Regions from separate parts of the Mus musculus genome. Here region 1 is linked to region 2. Evidence: chromatin contacts called from public Hi-C data. All regions are on one chromosome and are shown on one strand. Each heading gives the region's core, a stretch centred on a gene start, on an enhancer-like site or on the middle of the called end of the contact. The rest is flanking DNA. Distances are from core to core; before and after follow the strand shown. Region 1 has its middle 47 kb from the start of Gm4657. Region 2 overlaps Gm36251 (a long non-coding RNA gene).

Region 1 (4,912 bases), core at 8-2,507, 150 kb before region 2:
ATGGGTGTGTATACTGCACACACATGTGTACATACACCACACAGATATACACATGTACATACTGGACACGAGATTAATTGAGCAACTACTGAAATCAAACATTGGGCTACAGGGAGCCTACAGAACCACCATGATAAATCAAGACAGGAAAAAAGCCACATGCTGTGTCTGTGTAGAGAGGAACAGGATCAGGGAACAAGAGTGCTATACAGGGAGGTGACAGCTATGTTGGACTCTGACAGATGTGTAGGAGTTGATCACACGGTAAAAGGAAGAAATCCTAAGGACTGGAGAAGTAGCTCCCTTCTTCCTCCCACACTCATACCCTGCCCCCCTCCCCCCCCACCCGGCCAGCCGTCATACGCAGAAATAATCCTGGATCCCGAGGGAAGAGGAACAAATGTTCAACTCCGCACTGTGAGACTGTGCTCGCTTGCTAAGCATACCCCTGCAGCACTTGTGCCTGTGAAATGCATTTCACGGCTCATCTGTTCCATAAATGAGATGTGAAGGCAGTTTACACCTCGTTTACATTTGCGCTGTTTTAAGGAACAGTATAGATTCCACTCCACCCAAGGAATGAAATGAGGTCGGCTGCCCTGTTCTTTCTATGGATTGAATCCACACAGCTCTCCGGTCTCACCCAGGGATACAGAATCCTAAGTGCAGGATAGAGCAGGTACCCAGGCAGCTCCAGAAGTGCAGAGGGAAGCAGGCAGTGTGCTCCTTTGACAGAAGGGGTCCAGCACTGTGTTCATGGTATATAACTTAATCAAATAGAATTCAGTGTTCAGTTATAAATCTCACTTTTGCACATAGTCGTACCTGAGTACCTGAAAACAGTACTACAATTCTTTCATGTTCCTTTCCTGTCAAGAGTGATCTCCAAGATGAGCTCTGTTGTGACATTTATATCTATAGACTCACTGGGCTACTCCAGAATTTCATATACACGAAATTAAATACTGTGCGCTTTTCTTTAGGGTCTGGCTCCTTTTGCTCAAAGGATACTTGTGAGGGCTCTCCATGCTACACCATGGCTTCATGGCTCACCCCTTTAAATGGTTAAGTAGCATTCCAGCGAATAGGTATGGTGTTCCCTGGTTGGTGAAACTTGATTTTGTTCCTTAGTCTTTGGTAATTATGAATAAAGCTACCATGAGTACGCTTATACAAGATTCTGTGAACTTAGGCATACTCAGGTCTCTTGGGGACATGGGCTGGAATGGAATTTCTGGGATGTAAGTGTGGGTGTATTTCAACTTCCTTAGAAACTGCCATATAGTTCTGCAGAGCCCTCAGTTTGCACTCCCACAGACGGTGGACCAAAGTGCTGTTTGTCACGTGGATTTGAGGCAACCACGTGACTGAAACCCCCACAGAGCAGCACAAACTATTCAAGGGGTCTGAGACAAAAGCCAAGGCGGATGGTTTTGGAAGAGAAATGATATGGCAGCTTCCTATTCACAGATTTTTTTTTACTGTGCCACATCCTGTCTCTCGAATGTCCTGCTCCTGATTCCAATGTTAGAACTCACTCTAAGTGCAAATGCAGTGTATTTTGCCTCCTGGCTACTTACCTGAAGGGTGTCAGGCCCATGTACTAGAGTCACTTTTGTCCCTCTTCCTCTAGAGGACAGATCACCTTGCCATCTTTAGCAAATTGGTATTTATAGGTTGTTTCAATTTTTTTGTGCTTGGAAAACACTAGAGCACACCTTTCCCTTCCGTAGCTTTATTTCTGTTCCATGGTGAGCTCTGGGTGCCTGCCTCTCTCCTGTGTTCTCTTGTGGCTTGGTTTTCTCCTGTTGACAAGCACGCTGCCTTATGTTAGCCTTCCTTACGCAAACAGCTTTTGCTTGTTTTAGTCTCTTTCATAAAATGTCTCTTTAAATTATTATTTAAAGAGGATCTGACTATGTAGCCCTGGCTGGACCTATGCAAATCCAGCTGGCCTCAAACTCACAGATCTGCTTGTCTCTGCCTCAAGAGTGCAGGGAATTAATGATGTGGGCCAATACAACCAGGTCAACTTTTATTATTATTTTTTAAATGTTACTTGCTTTTCAGAAAACATTTATCAACCAGAGATACAAATTGAGCCAAATTTTATTTTCTAGAAATACAACAAAAACCAGAGGCAACAATAGGCTTTGATTAACACCTTTCAAACCCTCTCTCCAATGCTAACAGCTCTCCATTATTTACTAGTAGGTACCTAATGATGTATCTAGATATAGGTTTTAAAGAATTGCTTTGAAAAATTCAATGTAAATTCATTTCAATTGTCTATCTCGTGTGATGTTAGGTATACCCAATGAAATACATTAGTGTCAAAAGATTCTTTTTTATATACATTTCAAATGATGTTTCAGCTGTGTAATCTGACTTTGGGATGTAGTTTTGGAAATCTGTACAATAAAAGGTAAAAACAAAATCAAATGCATGCTCTGCAGCCCCCAATATTTCTAACGTTTTTAGTTATCTGATGTTTCAAAGCGGTTTTATAATATTGATTTCTGTACTTGTCAGTTTCCATTTTTAAACCTATCATCAGTATTTCAGCTTGGAATTTCAATTTCATTTCTTCATTTTGATTTATCACACACACATATACTATATAATATAATATTATATAATATAACCCTAATAACGATTTTCTTCAAGGGCTAGTAGATGTGGGACTTCCTGAGTCCTTGCATATTTCAGAATCATTCCTAGTTCAAGTCATCTTTAAAAAACGACTTGGCAGAATGTGTAATTACTGCATCACACCTCCTTTATCTCAGGGCTTTAGGGGTATCACACACTTGTCTACTGATATTGTTATCAGAGGAAAAACTGAGATCAACAGAAACCTCACCAGAATCCTTTCCTGTGTGTGTGAATGCACATATGCAGTGCCCCTCCACATGCACACACATATGCACATACAGATGCACACACACATGCACACACATATGCACACATGCACACACATATGCGCACATACATGCGCACACATGCACATGCACAAATAGATGCACACACATGTACACACACACATGCACACACATGCACATACAAACACACACACATATGCACACACATATGCACACATGCACAGACATACACATGCGCACACACACATACACACATGCACACACAGGAACACACATATGCACACATGCACACACATACACACATACATGCACACACATGCATTTTCACATGCATATACATTTGCACACACATATACACTTGCACACACACACATTTGCACATGTATACACATACAGAGAGAAAACTGTATGTAACTTTCTCCTTATGTTGTAATAATTGATTTGATTCTTTCTTTTTCATATACATTACATATAATTTCTCTGTTTCCTCTAGAGACTAGTAATGTGTACTCTTGACTTGTTGAAGTCTATTACTAGGAACTGTCAACTCTTTCTTGTACTGTTAAAGTTTTTCAATTAAATTTGTTGCAGATTGTAACTGTCTCCATATTTGAATCCATGAGAAACCTGATTATTAGTTCTTATTTTTTATAAAACACCTGTATTTTAAGTATATATATATATATTATACATATGCATATATATATATATGAATTTGTTGTTGTTGTTCTTTGTTCTTTGGTTTTTCCCTGTCTATACTGAAGAGCATCCTTTGGTTGGTCTGGAAGTATGATGGACCACTCCTACAGACTAATCCCTGTATGTTCTATTGGCCTGTAACTCCACCTTTTTCCCTCAAGTGTATTTTTCTGAGTGTTTAATTCTAGATGGACATTAGGAAGACCTTTTATGTGGGCTTTCACTTAGGAAAGGTCTCTTCCTCTATCGTGACTTGCAGTTTTTTCAAGCATGTTTATTTAAACTGGTCTCAGGAGACTTCATGGGAAAACCAATGCAGGGCTTTTTGATTTCTTTCCCTCAGAGACCTTCAGTCAGGTTTTAGTCTTTGTGCAGGCAGCCCTTCATTTTCCTTGGTCATAGTCATTTCAGAACCCTCTCTGGTATGGATCCGATTTTGGGGAGGAGACTGACAGCAGGTTGGCATGGAACAGACCTTCACGGTAATAAGGTCCTGATGATCTACATCAGGCTGCTGCTACCAGATTGTGTCAAGCCACATAGTGTGTACTGAAAGACTTGTCTGTGGGCTGTCACAGTAGGCACAATGGCATAGAAGCTTCTTTTCCAAGAAGGTATATAACACAATGGTGAGCTCCATGGTTCTTCATCTTAAGGAATTAATAATCCAAAGACTGTGGAGCAGTCAATTATAGACCATAAGCTAATGGGATGGATGAGGATCGAATTTAACTATTGATTCATCCCTTCACCCTAACTTAAATGTTCTTTTAAATTGTCATAATGTGAAAGGGAAAGTCCAGAAAGAAGGTGGTCTTGGGCACTAGAAGGAAACTTTGAATGGCTTTTTTTCTTGGTATTCTTCAATGACAGTTGTTAAGAGTTAGTAAAGAGGAGTCATGTGAGATAAGACTTTTTTTAGCTTTCGATTGGAATCTGTAAGAGAAGATAATGCAGACTAAGTTGCTCAGCAACACAGTGAATCATAATCTCTCTGCAGGATGCATAGGCACCCTTGATAATGAAAGGATTATGTCTCAATAGACACATTTTAAGTTGAAAACATTGCAATTCAGAAATGAGTTCTGCGATCTGCGTTAGCTGCTTTCCTATTGCTGTGATCTAACACCATGACCATAGCAACTTATTGAAAATGAGTGTATTTAGGTTTGCTAGAGGGTTAGAGTCTTCGATGGCAGAGTGGATGGAAGCAGTAGGGTGCAGGCATGGAAACTGGAGCAGAAGCTGAGAGTTTACACCTGGAACGATCAACAGGAAGCAGAAACAGGGAGCTGGAAGTGACTATAACATGTACATTTTCAAAATCCATT
Region 2 (4,901 bases), core at 1,202-3,701:
TGACGACAACCACAACACAAGGTCACTGGTATTGGTGATGGTCAACTTGCTTAAGCTGAGAATGATGGATTGTGGTCTCAACATGAGTGCAAAGGGGAAAAGGAGAAATCCAGGTGGAATTCCTTCTTCTTTACCTCCTTATCACTTGAGAAGTAAGGATGCTTAAATTTGCTCCCAGCACTGCAGAGTCATCTGTCACAATGCCTTTCCCACCACGGTAGACTGTATCCCCTTGAACCACAAGCGTCACGAGCCACCCTCCCTTAAGTTGCCTTTGTCGGGCATTCACTCACATCAATAGGAAAAGCAACCAACCCAGTACTGCAGGGCGAGCATGTGAGAAATCCCCTTTGTCCCTAGATTGAGATTTAAACCCTGGGTTCTTGGATTTGATGATTTCAGACAATTCCACAGTGCTCCATGGTTTTGGCAGTCTATAAGTCATGCTTGCCCGTTAACTTGTCTGTTTTTCTGGAGGAAAAGGCCATAAGGATCATGATTTAGAAGGAGGGATTGTGAAGATGAACAGTGGGAAGTGCCAAACAGCTAATGCATCTGGATGACTGAGATGCCAGAGACTCGTGGCCATGTGTGGGAACACCCTGAGCATCGTTTTCCTGGCTTCCAGGAAGGAAGATTGTCCTATTCTTCACACCTTCCTCAGCCACTTCTGGGAGGGAATTTAGGGAGGGAGGAAGCCTTTATTGAGGGTGTGAGTTTGGGAAGCTTCTGGAATCTAGTGATAACTTCTTATTTTGGGCAACCCAAACCATCAAATCTTTGGGAATAAAACACTCTTATAAGACTTGGTTTAGTTTTTCCTAATTTCTGTAGCTCAGCCTCAAGCTCTGGCAATTGACACCACAGGCCCTACAGAACTACTGTCTGGGCTGTTTGCTTCCTTATCCTTCAGCCTACGACTTACATCTTGTTCTCTGTCTTGGTGAAGTTCCAAACAAAAGGATGGTGTGCAGACAGTGTTGACATTCCCACAGCTCCTCATTTATCAGTTCTGTATGGTTAGTGTCTTAGTTAGGGTTTTACTGCTATGAACAGACACCATGACCAAGGCAACTCTTATAAGTACAACATTTAATTGGGGCTGGCTTGCAGGTTCAGAGGCTCAGTCCATTATTATCAAGGTAGAAACATGGTTGCATCCAGGCAGGCATGGTGCAGGAGGAGCTGAGAGTTCTACATCTTCATCTGAAGGCTGCTAGCAGAATATTCACTTCCAGGCAGCTAAGATAAGGGTCTTAAAGCCCACACCCACAGTTACACATTTCCTCCAACAAGACCACACCTACTCCAACAGGGCCACACCTTCTAACAGTGCCACTCCCTGAGCCGAGCATATGCAAACCATCAGAGTTAGCATCTATGACTGCATCCAAATGGTGTGATGACACAGCTAAGCTCTGGATGTGCACAACCTCCAAGGATGCTTCTGTGTTTACCTCTAGCCTTTGTATTCAGTAACAACCTCAGGAAGTGGACACTAGGCTCCAGTTACTAGACTCACAGCCACCTTCAGACTTACTTGTCCAGCAAAAGAGTCAGAAGAAAGCCAGTTACCTGTCTCCCACCCTATTCATTTTAAGACAATACTGTTTAAGCCTCCCATCTCATGATGTGGTCCTGTCAAAATCTTCAAGAAGTCAGTTAAACCTTGTATGTTCTTGGGTTTTGAACCCTAATGTTTCTCAGGGTATCATTCTATCTTCTGCCCACTATTTTAAGATGACATGGTATGATCTGGCTGCCCTTCTCTCCTCTGTGACTCTCCTCTTATTCCCCCATCTTATGGTGGTGGGGACTCTGAGTCAATCCTGATTTTAAAGATAAAGGCTATTCCATGCTAGGATATTTTGCTGCTGGGAACTTTTCAGAACATGCAGGGGACCTTGCATTCAATGGACAGAAACTACTTCTCTCTCCATAGCCTTAAATATCCACCCTCTGAAGCCCACTCTTCTGCTGCTATTTCTTCTTGCTGGTGAGCAGGAACTGTTTCCACCAACCATCTCCTTCTCTCAGCCCTGCCTGGGCTTCCTTAATTTCCCCTTTGTGGGAAATCTAAGACTGGATTCAAAATTCTATAATTGGGGCTGGGCATGTAGCAGAGTCAGTAGAGGTCTAGACTAGCTTTGATCCCAGCATGGCATAACCAGATGTGATAGTATAATCACCATTACTCGGGAGGCAAAAACAGGATGGTCAAGTATTCAAGTCCATCCTCAGTAACATAGCAAGTTCGAGACCAGCTTGAGCTACGAGCAACCCTGGCTCAATAAATACATAATGAAATAAAGCAACTCTATGAAACTCTATGTTTAAAAACCTGAGACAAAGACTGATCTTGAAAACAGAATTTCTGAGTTAGAATCAGACTGGAACTTTGGGTACTGTCAAGTGCTTAAACTGTTTCCTGAGACACAGATGACTCACAAATAGAGAGACAAACACTTTACTGCCTTCAGGTGCTGAGCCGAGGGTGTGCCCAGTGGCCGCTTTGGTCACATCCCACTTTCTTCTATTTTATACATCTCAGCAGAATTACGAAAGTCACATACAGAAAGAAGCCTCCAGAGTGGAGTTTTATTTTAGTAAGCCCTTATGAAGACCTTCCTGGCTTCGAATCAATCCCGCGGTAAAAGACCAGCGGGAAGTGCATGGGGGTATATTTAGAAGCTAGGAGAAGCTGGCTAATGAGATCTCAAACTTACGCCTGCCCCCTTGGTTTCATTACGGAAGCAACACCTCAGCCTTGCCTGTAATTAGGTGTAATTGTTTCCTTACAGAAATAATCAGAGTAATTTAACCAGCGATCTGTTTTTGTTTTTGATAATTCAAACTGCAGCTCTTGCGTGGCAGAGTCTGGCGAGGGGCTGGGTTGGCATCTTAAAGAAAGCAGGTGCTTTGGGTTTCTCAAATAGCTGACGTTTTTGTGGCTCTGGTCCTCGCCTGCTTCTCTTGGGTCCCCTGCTGCTGTCACCTCCGTAGAAAGCATCAGAGGTTGTAGTTTTTCTTAAGAAGAAAACAGTTCCATGTGCTCGTGGATGAGTGGGGACCACTCAGAAGAGTTGTGTGAGCTCACTGGAGCCAGAACAAGCTCTTTGAAGTTTGATACTGACCATACATCCAGGACAGAGATGCTGACAGTGAGAGAATGATAGAACTTTCTGGAAACAGGCTTTGTATAAAATGAAGACTGGCACACACACATTCAGTACCCAACTGTGGTGGCTAATCTTCACTGTCAGCTTGAGCGGACTTAGAGTTATCTAGTGGATTGTCAAGGAAGACTTCGGCATGGATGGGAGTGTGAGAGCATTCCCAGAGAGCCAGGAAGACACGCTTTGAGTATTAGCGGCTTCAGCCCGTGGGCTGGAGATAAGAAACAGGAAAAGACAAAGCTAGTTGAGTGTCAGCCTCCTTGCTTTTCTGCTTCTGTCTGCCATGATGTGGGCAGCGGTTCTCTGCCTTCACGTTCTGCTCAAATGCTGGTGGCCAAGCAGCGGTGGCAGAAGTCGGTAAAACCACAAGTCCAAAGAAATCTTTCCTCTCTGGGTATTTTGTTACAGGCACAAGGAAAGTAACAAATGCCTACTGTGTGGATTCGGTAGTTTATAGGAGCAGGTAGCTGAAGGGAATCGGACAGTCTGGTTTGCACCTGAGCCAGGGTCCTCTTTAATTGTACTATTATTAACCTCTCTGAATCACAGACTTCTGACTTGCAGAAGCGATGTATAATACTTGCTGGAACTGAGTAGTTTTCTGAGTGTGTAGTGAGATATGCAAGCATAAGTTATTATTGATCAGCAGGCTTCACAGCATAGGTTTCCCTAGATTTCTGTCTTTGGACGGAGGATTAAGGAGAGCTTCATCTTGTGGTGCCCCAGTTCTTGTGACATGCATGTAGGAATATCTATCAGATTCTCCCTTCCCTCTGCAAACTCTGAAGGACCGTTCCGAAGCCTCATCAAATGCATCTCCCAAACAGCTCCATCATTCATCAGCCGAGACATCCAGGGAGATGCAAGTCGGAAGGAGGGAAAGGGACCCATCTTCACTAATGAGAACTCCAGGAGGTAGGGCAGGTGTTTCACATACTCCATATAGTCCTTATAAGCACCAGCTAGATGTGCTTCAAACCCCTCCAGTCTCTCTGTGGACCAGAGAGACAAGTTTCTTGCCCAAAGCCAGACAACTAATGTGTGGAATAGAAATAACCTTACCCAAGTCTGTCTGTCTTTGCATTTTTCCTTTCTCTTTACTAAACCATACGGGCTCCTCTGCCTTCCTTAAGTTTAGAAATTCTGTAGTGGCCAAATGGAGTCAACCATAAGATTTTTTGGTTAATAATATTGAGGGAGGAGGCTGGAAAGATGGCCCAGCTTTTAAGAGCACATATTGCTCACAGAGAGGGCCTGAGTTCTAGTCCCAGTACCCAATGTGGGCAGCTCGCAATGACCTGTAACTCTAGCTCCAGGAGGTCCGAGGCCCTCTTCAGGACTCTGAGGGCACCTGCTTTCATGTGCACAATTCCCAGTTACACATGTACACACCTAACCCTGAGGAAGTGAATCTCCTCTTAAATGGCGCCTGGTCTATAATACATAGTATCAGTGTCAGAGATAAGCTAGAATAAGGCACAATCGGTAGTTGGGAGGTGAGTATAGAGTGAGTGTCTGAGCAATTGCAGGTCAGACTGAAGATCTTGGAAAGCCAGCGGCAGAGGAAACATTTCTTTTTGTGTGTGAAATGAGATGCTAAGAGGCCATTCGAGAGCACGGCTGTTCAGTCTACATTTTGGAATCTTTTTCTGAGATGAAGAATCGATTTAACACAATGAATGACTCAGCAATTACAAAGGCAAAATCATGTGAATCAAAGGTCAC

Evidence for each region. Hi-C and Micro-C count contacts between places; a contact is called where the count stands out from the background.
Region 1: a Hi-C map of cortical neurons shows a contact between it and region 2, with 1.6 times the contacts expected there. The contact joins two enhancer-like sites. A contact is called at or near these places in 4 of 484 Hi-C or Micro-C datasets (cerebral cortex, cortical neurons, forebrain and 1 more).

Annotation. Positions count from the first base shown.
Region 1 is chr9:113,244,531-113,249,442 of GRCm38.p6, reverse strand. No RefSeq gene overlaps it. Among named protein-coding and RNA genes, the nearest start is that of Gm4657, 47 kb to the right of the region's middle. Within about 2 kb of position 1,257, at least 23 of the 459 cell types and tissues checked have an H3K27ac peak or open chromatin away from gene starts, as enhancers often do. A contact at or near this core is called in cortical neurons and forebrain, where this site is marked.
Region 2 is chr9:113,092,066-113,096,966 of GRCm38.p6, reverse strand. The region is part of intron 5 of Gm36251 (a long non-coding RNA gene); the gene reads left to right. Among named protein-coding and RNA genes, the nearest start is that of Gm36251, 29 kb to the left of the region's middle. Within about 2 kb of position 2,451, at least 4 of the 459 cell types and tissues checked have an H3K27ac peak or open chromatin away from gene starts, as enhancers often do. A contact at or near this core is called in cortical neurons and forebrain, where this site is marked.